Regions from separate parts of the Rattus norvegicus genome. Here region 1 is linked to region 2. The links are chromatin contacts, called in public Hi-C maps. All regions are on one chromosome and are shown on one strand. Each heading gives the region's core, a stretch centred on a gene start, on an enhancer-like site or on the middle of the called end of the contact. The rest is flanking DNA. Distances are from core to core; before and after follow the strand shown.

Evidence for each region. A called contact is a pair of places that touch in the nucleus more often than the background predicts.
Region 1: a Hi-C map of liver shows a contact between it and region 2, with 2.6 times the contacts expected there. The contact joins the promoter of Pnrc1 here to the promoter of Ube2j1 in region 2. A contact is called at or near these places in 3 of 12 Hi-C or Micro-C datasets (frontal cortex, liver and mammary epithelial cells) and 1 of 1 datasets of contacts at active chromatin or transcription factors (oligodendrocytes).

The regions. Positions count from the first base shown.
Region 1 is chr5:52,444,506-52,448,100 of GRCr8, forward strand. Pnrc1 (proline-rich nuclear receptor coactivator 1) reads right to left here and starts at 1,986. Exons shown (of 2, transcript NM_173322.2): 1 at 1,404-1,986. The coding sequence starts at 1,853.
Region 2 is chr5:52,217,498-52,220,807 of GRCr8, forward strand. Ube2j1 (ubiquitin-conjugating enzyme E2, J1) reads left to right here and starts at 1,310. Exons shown (of 8, transcript NM_001106642.2): 1 at 1,310-1,538. The coding sequence starts at 1,508. It overlaps LOC108350947 (a long non-coding RNA gene), which reads right to left and starts at 856. Exons shown (of 2, transcript XR_001837925.3): 1 at 716-856.

The DNA of each region.
Region 1 (3,595 bases), core at 736-3,235, 230 kb after region 2:
GTTTAAGATAAAAATTATCTTTAGATCTATTTTGCCAAGTTGTTCTTAAGTTCCTCTAGAATTGAATCCAGTTTTAACTAAATACTTACGTGCAGGCTGTGCTTGCTACTGGATGTCCAAATGGCATGCCTCTTAGTTGCTATTGAAATTGATGCTCTTAATTACAGCATACACTAAACTTATATACAGTAAGAAATCGCTTTAAAAACTCTAACCAACCCCATGTTTTCTAACTGTAAACAACGGAAAGGAGCAAGTGTCCTCTATAGGTTAGAAAAAACCGTTTTCGACTGCCTTTGAGATTCAACAACCTCATGGACAATCTTCTAAACTCAACCAAAAGGCCTGTAAAGGCAGACGCAGAAAGGTAAATTCTAGGCCAGCCTGGGCTACTTGGTTAATCTTATAAACTCAGCCCCACTCCTAACAAACAGACCAAAAACTTTTGCACCCTAGTAACTTTCCTAGCCAAAAGTATAATCTACAGAATTTGCACCAGATGGAAACTCTACCCTTAGATCACTCCCCCTAACGCTTGCACAAAAACTGAAGGCAAGTACAAGGTCACACAAATCCACACCCTAACGGTAGCCTTTAAAAAACAATGTTCTCCGATGCACAGTGAGTTCCAAGGTAATGCAAACGCCTGTCTGAAAAACTAAAAAAACCACCTCAGGATCTAAATTTTTATTCCTCTCCATTGGCATACCTTGATCAAGTACAATTTCAGTACAATGGCTGCTTTTTGTGTCATTATCAACAAAGAATCCCTCAAATTGTATGTTACGATGTTTTGTTTTGTTTTGTTTTTGGTAAGAAAACTCTCAAACCTTTAAGCCCCGACAAAATTTTATCCGTATCAGTTAACTGCAATGTCCATTTTATAACTTCTAAAACTCAATTCTGGGCACTGCTTAGAAGCCCCTCCAGCGAGGAAAGCTCGTGCCGGCCTGCACCGCTCACAGCACAAGGACTGTGAAACACTAGTGTCGGGCATCAGACTGAGACTCTTGCCAACTTCCAAATCCCGGGTCAGACTCAGTGGGTCAGGCCGTGAGTGGGTCGGGTCGGGTGCCCTACTGGGCAAGGCGCCTGCGCCTCCGCCCCCACCCAGCACCGCCTTCATGAGAGCCCCAGAGCGCCGCACGTAGCGGGCTGACGTCAGCCCTCCGCAGGTCTCAGAGCCCCGAACGCCGAAACCCCCTGGATCGCCGCCAACCTTCTAAATGCAGGCTGTTGCTGGGCCACAGCCGCTGCTCCCATTGGCTGGCTCCGGAGCCAGAGGGCGGAGCCAGCGCAGCAGTCCAGCCCCTCCCCCTCCCTGCTTCCGCCCCACGACTCCAGCGAGCGTCACGGAAACTTCCCTCCCGAGTAAACAGCCGCCCCGCCCCCACCGGCCCTACCTCCTTCGCGAGTGGGGGCTGTCTGTATAGCAGGGCAGTGGCCCCTGGACCCCGCTCCTCCTGCGCTGCGATCGGCCCCGGCACCGGGCTGCGGCCACCCTCCAGGCTCGGCCGGTGCTGCTGAAACTGGTGGAAGCGGCTTGGGAGCTGCCCGGCCGGGCTGGCCCGCACCTTTTTCTTCCGCCGCTTCTTGGGCGCTGCCCGTGGGGCAGCGGCCGGGACCAAGCTGCAGCTGGACGGTGCAGCGGTGCGAGGCGCGGGCGCCAGGCACGGCCCGTCCCCTCCGAGGAAGTGCGGCAGGAAGAGGGTGGGTGGCAGAGCGCGCGGGTCCGGAAGGCGCGGCAAGGGCGGCGGGGCCGGGCTCACCATCGGGAGGGCCCCGAGGAACCCAAGCGGCGCTAGGCGGCCGCCCAGAGCGAGATCTCGCTGTGGAACGGAGACGACAGTCATGGCGCGGGGCTCGGCAGACGACGGGGAGCAGGCGTCACGGGGCGGCGGCGGAGGCTGCTGCTGGAAGGTTCGGGGCAAGGACCATGACTCGGGCGAGGCGGCGCAGCAACAAATAGCGCTGGCCACCGCGGCTAGTGTTGTTACCCGAGGCCCCGCCCCGCACCCGTCCACCTCTCTGTGGCGGTCCAATCCGAATGCGCCTGCCAGGCCACTCCCTCGATCCCGCCTCCGCGCCCGGAGGCAAGACACAAACAAGCAGCCTGCTGCAGCCCCTCACAAAGAACGCACGTTGCGCAGGCGCGTCCAACGGGCTCTTCGAGAGAGTGTCCCGTGAACAATGAAGTTCGACTTTGGCCTCACCTCCCTTGCATCAATCCTTTGGGGTGGCCTCGGGGTGGGGCGAGTGAGGAGGGAGGAGAGAGGCGGTGGAGGAACTAGGAAGCTGCTGACCTCAAGAAAGGATTGCTTTGTAGTTTTTCAGTTTCAGCTCAACATATTATTTAAGAGATTTCGGAGAAAACTAAGGATTTATTTCATAGCGCTGGTGAAGATCTGCCTCCATTTAACCTACATTGAAGTGTGGCTATGTGATTTCTCGTTCAGTTTTCTGATGCTGCCAGTTAACCCTGGTGGTGAAAATTAAAAAAGGTTTATTGATGGATTCCTCAGTTTACCAAAAGTGCTCTATAATCCCGAAAATGGGCCTTAAAATTCTTACTGCTTTTATAGTTAAAGATCTGGGAGGCCCTTAAGATCTCACATTGCCCCTGATACTTGATGCTACTGCAAGCCAATTGGCCTTTGTACTTAGAAAACCAGCTCTGCTACAGTTTGCTAGCTAACTGGGTTAACAGAACTCTCTCCTCACAGTTTAATACAGAAAAGAACTAAATAAGTTACCAAATAAGTATGACCTCAGAACTAATTCTGTAATTCATCTTGTTTGAAACATAGTTCTTTAATGATTAGGGTTTTATTTCATTTCTTTCTTTCTTTTTTTTTTTTCCCTTGGAGATGGTGTTTCTCTTTGTGTAGCCCAGGCTGTCCTCTCTTTACTCAATCTGTAGACTGGGCTGGCCTTGAACACAGAGATCCACCTGCCTCTGCCTCCCTAGTGCTGGGATTAAATGCTCGTGCCGCCACTGTCCAGGAATTTCTTTTTTTAACATTTTACAGTAATCAAGGCATTCAGAAACTAAAGAATCACACACAAATCATTAGAAAATTAGCAGAAGAATCTGAACTCCAGTCTAGGTATGGCAAGATCAAGACTTGTAACACTAGCTCCTGGAGAGGCTGAGTTGGAGTACGGGAAGCTTAATGAGACTCTGTCTGAAAATAATAAAAAGAGCGGGGCATCTAGATGGATCAGGGAGTAATTAAAGTACTTGCAACATAAACCTGGCAGTCTGAGTCCCATCCCTATAAGTCACCTAAAAGAGAACCAAAACCACAAGTTACCCTCTGATGAGAATAGAAGATGGGGATGAGCTAGGAGGTTTAGAGACTGGGAATGGGGTTCCTTTGTCTTTGACCAGCAGTAGGGAATGTCTTTGTTCTCAGACTAGAGATCCTAGAAGGGAGCTCTGACTTCTTATTTCTTCCTAAAAAGCCACTCCCAGCCCATACAGTAATTTTTTTTAAAGATGTATTTATTTTATGTATATAAGTACACTGTAGCTGTCTTCAGACATCGGATCCCATTACAGATGGGTGTGAGCCACCATGTGGTTGCTGGGAAT
Region 2 (3,310 bases), core at 60-2,559:
AAACCTACATTTCTGGGAAAATTAATTTCCTTCCCGCCCAGTTAACAGTCAAGAAAGTAGCAACCTTTAAATGGCATTTACTTCCTTTTTATCCACATTTTACCCTATCTGCACACGTTTCTATTTAGAGAAAACTCAAGAGTTGGCTTTTCTCTTGCAGCGATTATAATTAAGCTTTGCCACAGCCTGTAACTCAATGCCAGATTTGATGCTGTTTTTACCTAAGGAAGAGTCCCCAAGGACAACGTGATGGTGGCTTCGAGAATAAAAGAGAAACATTCTACCTCCACTGTTTGGAGGAAGAGAAGAGCCTCATGGGAAAGGGCCCTCAGAAGCTGGTTGGTGAATGAGAATGACTACATCCCTTTGGCAGGCCTGGTTATGAGGTCAGTTGCTGAGCTGGGCAGGTTGTTGGATGTTGAATTTGAGGACTGAACACAAAGAATGAAAGCTGAATGAAACGTATTGAAGTTTGGTTTTGCTTGCTTCTCTATTCATCAGATTATCAGCTTACTGATATTCAGAAAACATCACCTTTAATGGCTTAAAAGATGCCATTTAAATCTTTTTTTACCCTCCCACTTCAGTAGGCTGGGACAAATCACTATGGCATTCACTTATAGATAATTCACTTACAAACTTGACAATATAAGATCAAACAAGATTTTTATATAACACTAATTTGTCTAATTAATCTTCATCCCACCTATATTACCTTCTGTAATCTCTATGGGTCCCTCCTTTCTTGAGACCCACTTCCTTCGTGAAGCCTTCTGAACCATCCTTTCTCTGTCCTCCACAATCCATGACCGGTCCCATTTATGTATGTGCTTTTACTAAAATTCCAGGTGACCGCCTTGCTTTTATTTCTGGAAGGTTCTGATGCACCCCGGAAGCGGTGTCTTAGTTAATCACACCGCGCAGCTAGGGGCCTCGGGTACACAAGACCACTCGGGTCCATCGCACCGAGACCATTGCGGGCTCGGAGAAGCGCCGTCACGGTGGCGGAGCCCTAGGCCGTGCTCGCCCGCCTGCCGACCGCTACGGGCTGCGCCGTTCCTCCGAGCTTTCCGCGAGCTCCTGGGGAACCCTGCAGGGCCCGCGGCTAGTCGGTCTCCCCGGCTGGGCCGAAGGGAAGACGAGGGTGCCGCCCGTGTCCTCGGGTCCCCGAGCGGGCTTCGCGGGGCCGCCGCTGCCGCTGTCGCCGAGTGAACAACCGCCACGAAGTGACTGCCACGTCAGGCCGACTTCACAGACCCGGCGCCGGCGGTGACGCAGCGGCGCGTCGGCCCGGACGTCAGCCCCGCAGGCCGTCCGCAGCCCGGCGCCCCGTTCGGCGACGCCCCGGCGCCCGGCCGGCCCTCAGGGAGGCGGACCCCGCGGCCCGCACCTCGCCCGCGGTCGGGCTGGACTGGGCGGTGTCAGCGGAGGCCCTCGTCAGGCGCGTCCGCCGCGCGACACCCGGGCAGCTGCGGCGCCGACGAGAGCGGCAGCGGGGAGGTCCGCCATGGAGACCCGCTATAACCTGAAGAGCCCGGGTGAGCCGGGTTGGGGCGGCGGGAGGGGACCCGGGACTCAGGGCGCCGCGCCTCGGCCGGCTCGTGTCCGCCGGTCCTCGCGCTGCTCCGGGCTCGCGCTTTACGCGAGGCCGCGGCCGGTCTGGGGGTGCAGGCCGCAGGGCGGGTGGCCGCTACGGATCCTCAGATCTGCTGACGCCCCTTGGCTCCTGGCCTCTTCTTCCCAGTCTCTGCGGAGTGAAGCTGGAGACAGCCAAGCCAAGGGCAGGTGTAAAGGCGATGTCGGCCGGTACTACTAAACATCCCTTGCCGGACCGCGTCCCTCATATCCCTTCCGCCTGTGCTGACGAACTTTTGTTAGGTGTTTGACTCAAATTTGAGGAAATCTGTGGTTGAAATAGCCCATTTCAGTATTTGGGGGAGGATTTATAGACATAAATGTCCTGTAGCTAAACTAGTTGAGCTGTGTACTTGAGAATTAACCACGATTTGGGGGTGGATTGCTAATGTGAATTTCTTCAGTTAATGCCCCCAGACAATCCTGGCCTCCAGTTATTTTCTGATGCATTAAGAACAATGCAAAAATTATTATCAGTTGTCTAATCTATTAAGGCAGGCGTAACACAGATTACTGGAGCCTGTAAATGTCCTTTGATAATTTGTCAGGGAAAAGTAAAACCTCCCTGTTAACTCTGAATAACAAGCCTCAGGGTATTGATGATCCTTGAACTAGAACTCTCGCCACTGATTTTCTTTCCCACACTGCTTCTTCGTTTGGACTTTAAGTCTAATATCCTTATGGGAAAGAGTTGGTATTGTGAATCTCTCTCATTTAGTCCATAGGTGACTAGATGTAGAATTAGTCGTTTTTAGCGATTTTGTTTAACGTTTGGCCAAGCCTGTGCAAGAGTTACATGGCTGAATTTTAATGGGCCATATTCTTTGTCTTCAGCCCATCACTTAAAACCTGAAGAATTAAAAAAGGTTAGAAAAAGTAGAAATGCCTAAATTTTACTATTTTGAGGCCAGAATGATTAAATTAGTTGGACTTTTGTTGTTGTTTTATTTTTTGAGATGGTTTCTCTATGTAGCTCTGGCTGTCCTGGAATTTACTCTGCAGACCAGGCTGGCCTCAAATTCCAAGATACTCCTGCCACTGCCTTCCAAGAACTGTCGTTAAAGGTGTTTGCCACCTGGCTTAATTAGTTGGACTTTAAATTGTACAGTACTTCCTTAGTCACAGGGTTGCTCCAGATCTGCAGAGGTACTTAGGCAAATGTCCAGAGAATAATGCAGTGTGAAATGTTGTCAGGGAGTTGCTCACTCTTTTTTAAAATATTTATTTATTATATATAAGTACACTATAGTTGTCTTTAGACACATCAAAAGAGGGCATCAGATCTCATTACAGATGGTTGTGAGCCACCATGTGGTTGCTGGCGTTTGAACTCAGGACCTCTGGAAGAGCAGTCAGGGCTCTTAACCTCTGAGCCATCTCTCCAGCCTTCATTCTTTTTTTAAATTACTCCCTTTTATCTTTCTATCTTTTTATTTATGTGCATTGGACTTTTGCTTGCATGTATGTCTGTGTGAGGATGACAGATCCCCTGGACTGGGATTACAGAGAGCTGTGAGCTGCCATCTGGGTCAGTTTACAGGGTCCCCTGGAAGAGCAGGCAGTGCTCTTAACCTCTGAGCCATCACTTCAGCCCCAAATTGCTCCTTCTTGATAGGTTATCGTACCCGAGATTATGGTAAAATTTAAGCAACTTTAGAAATTTAATACATTCCTA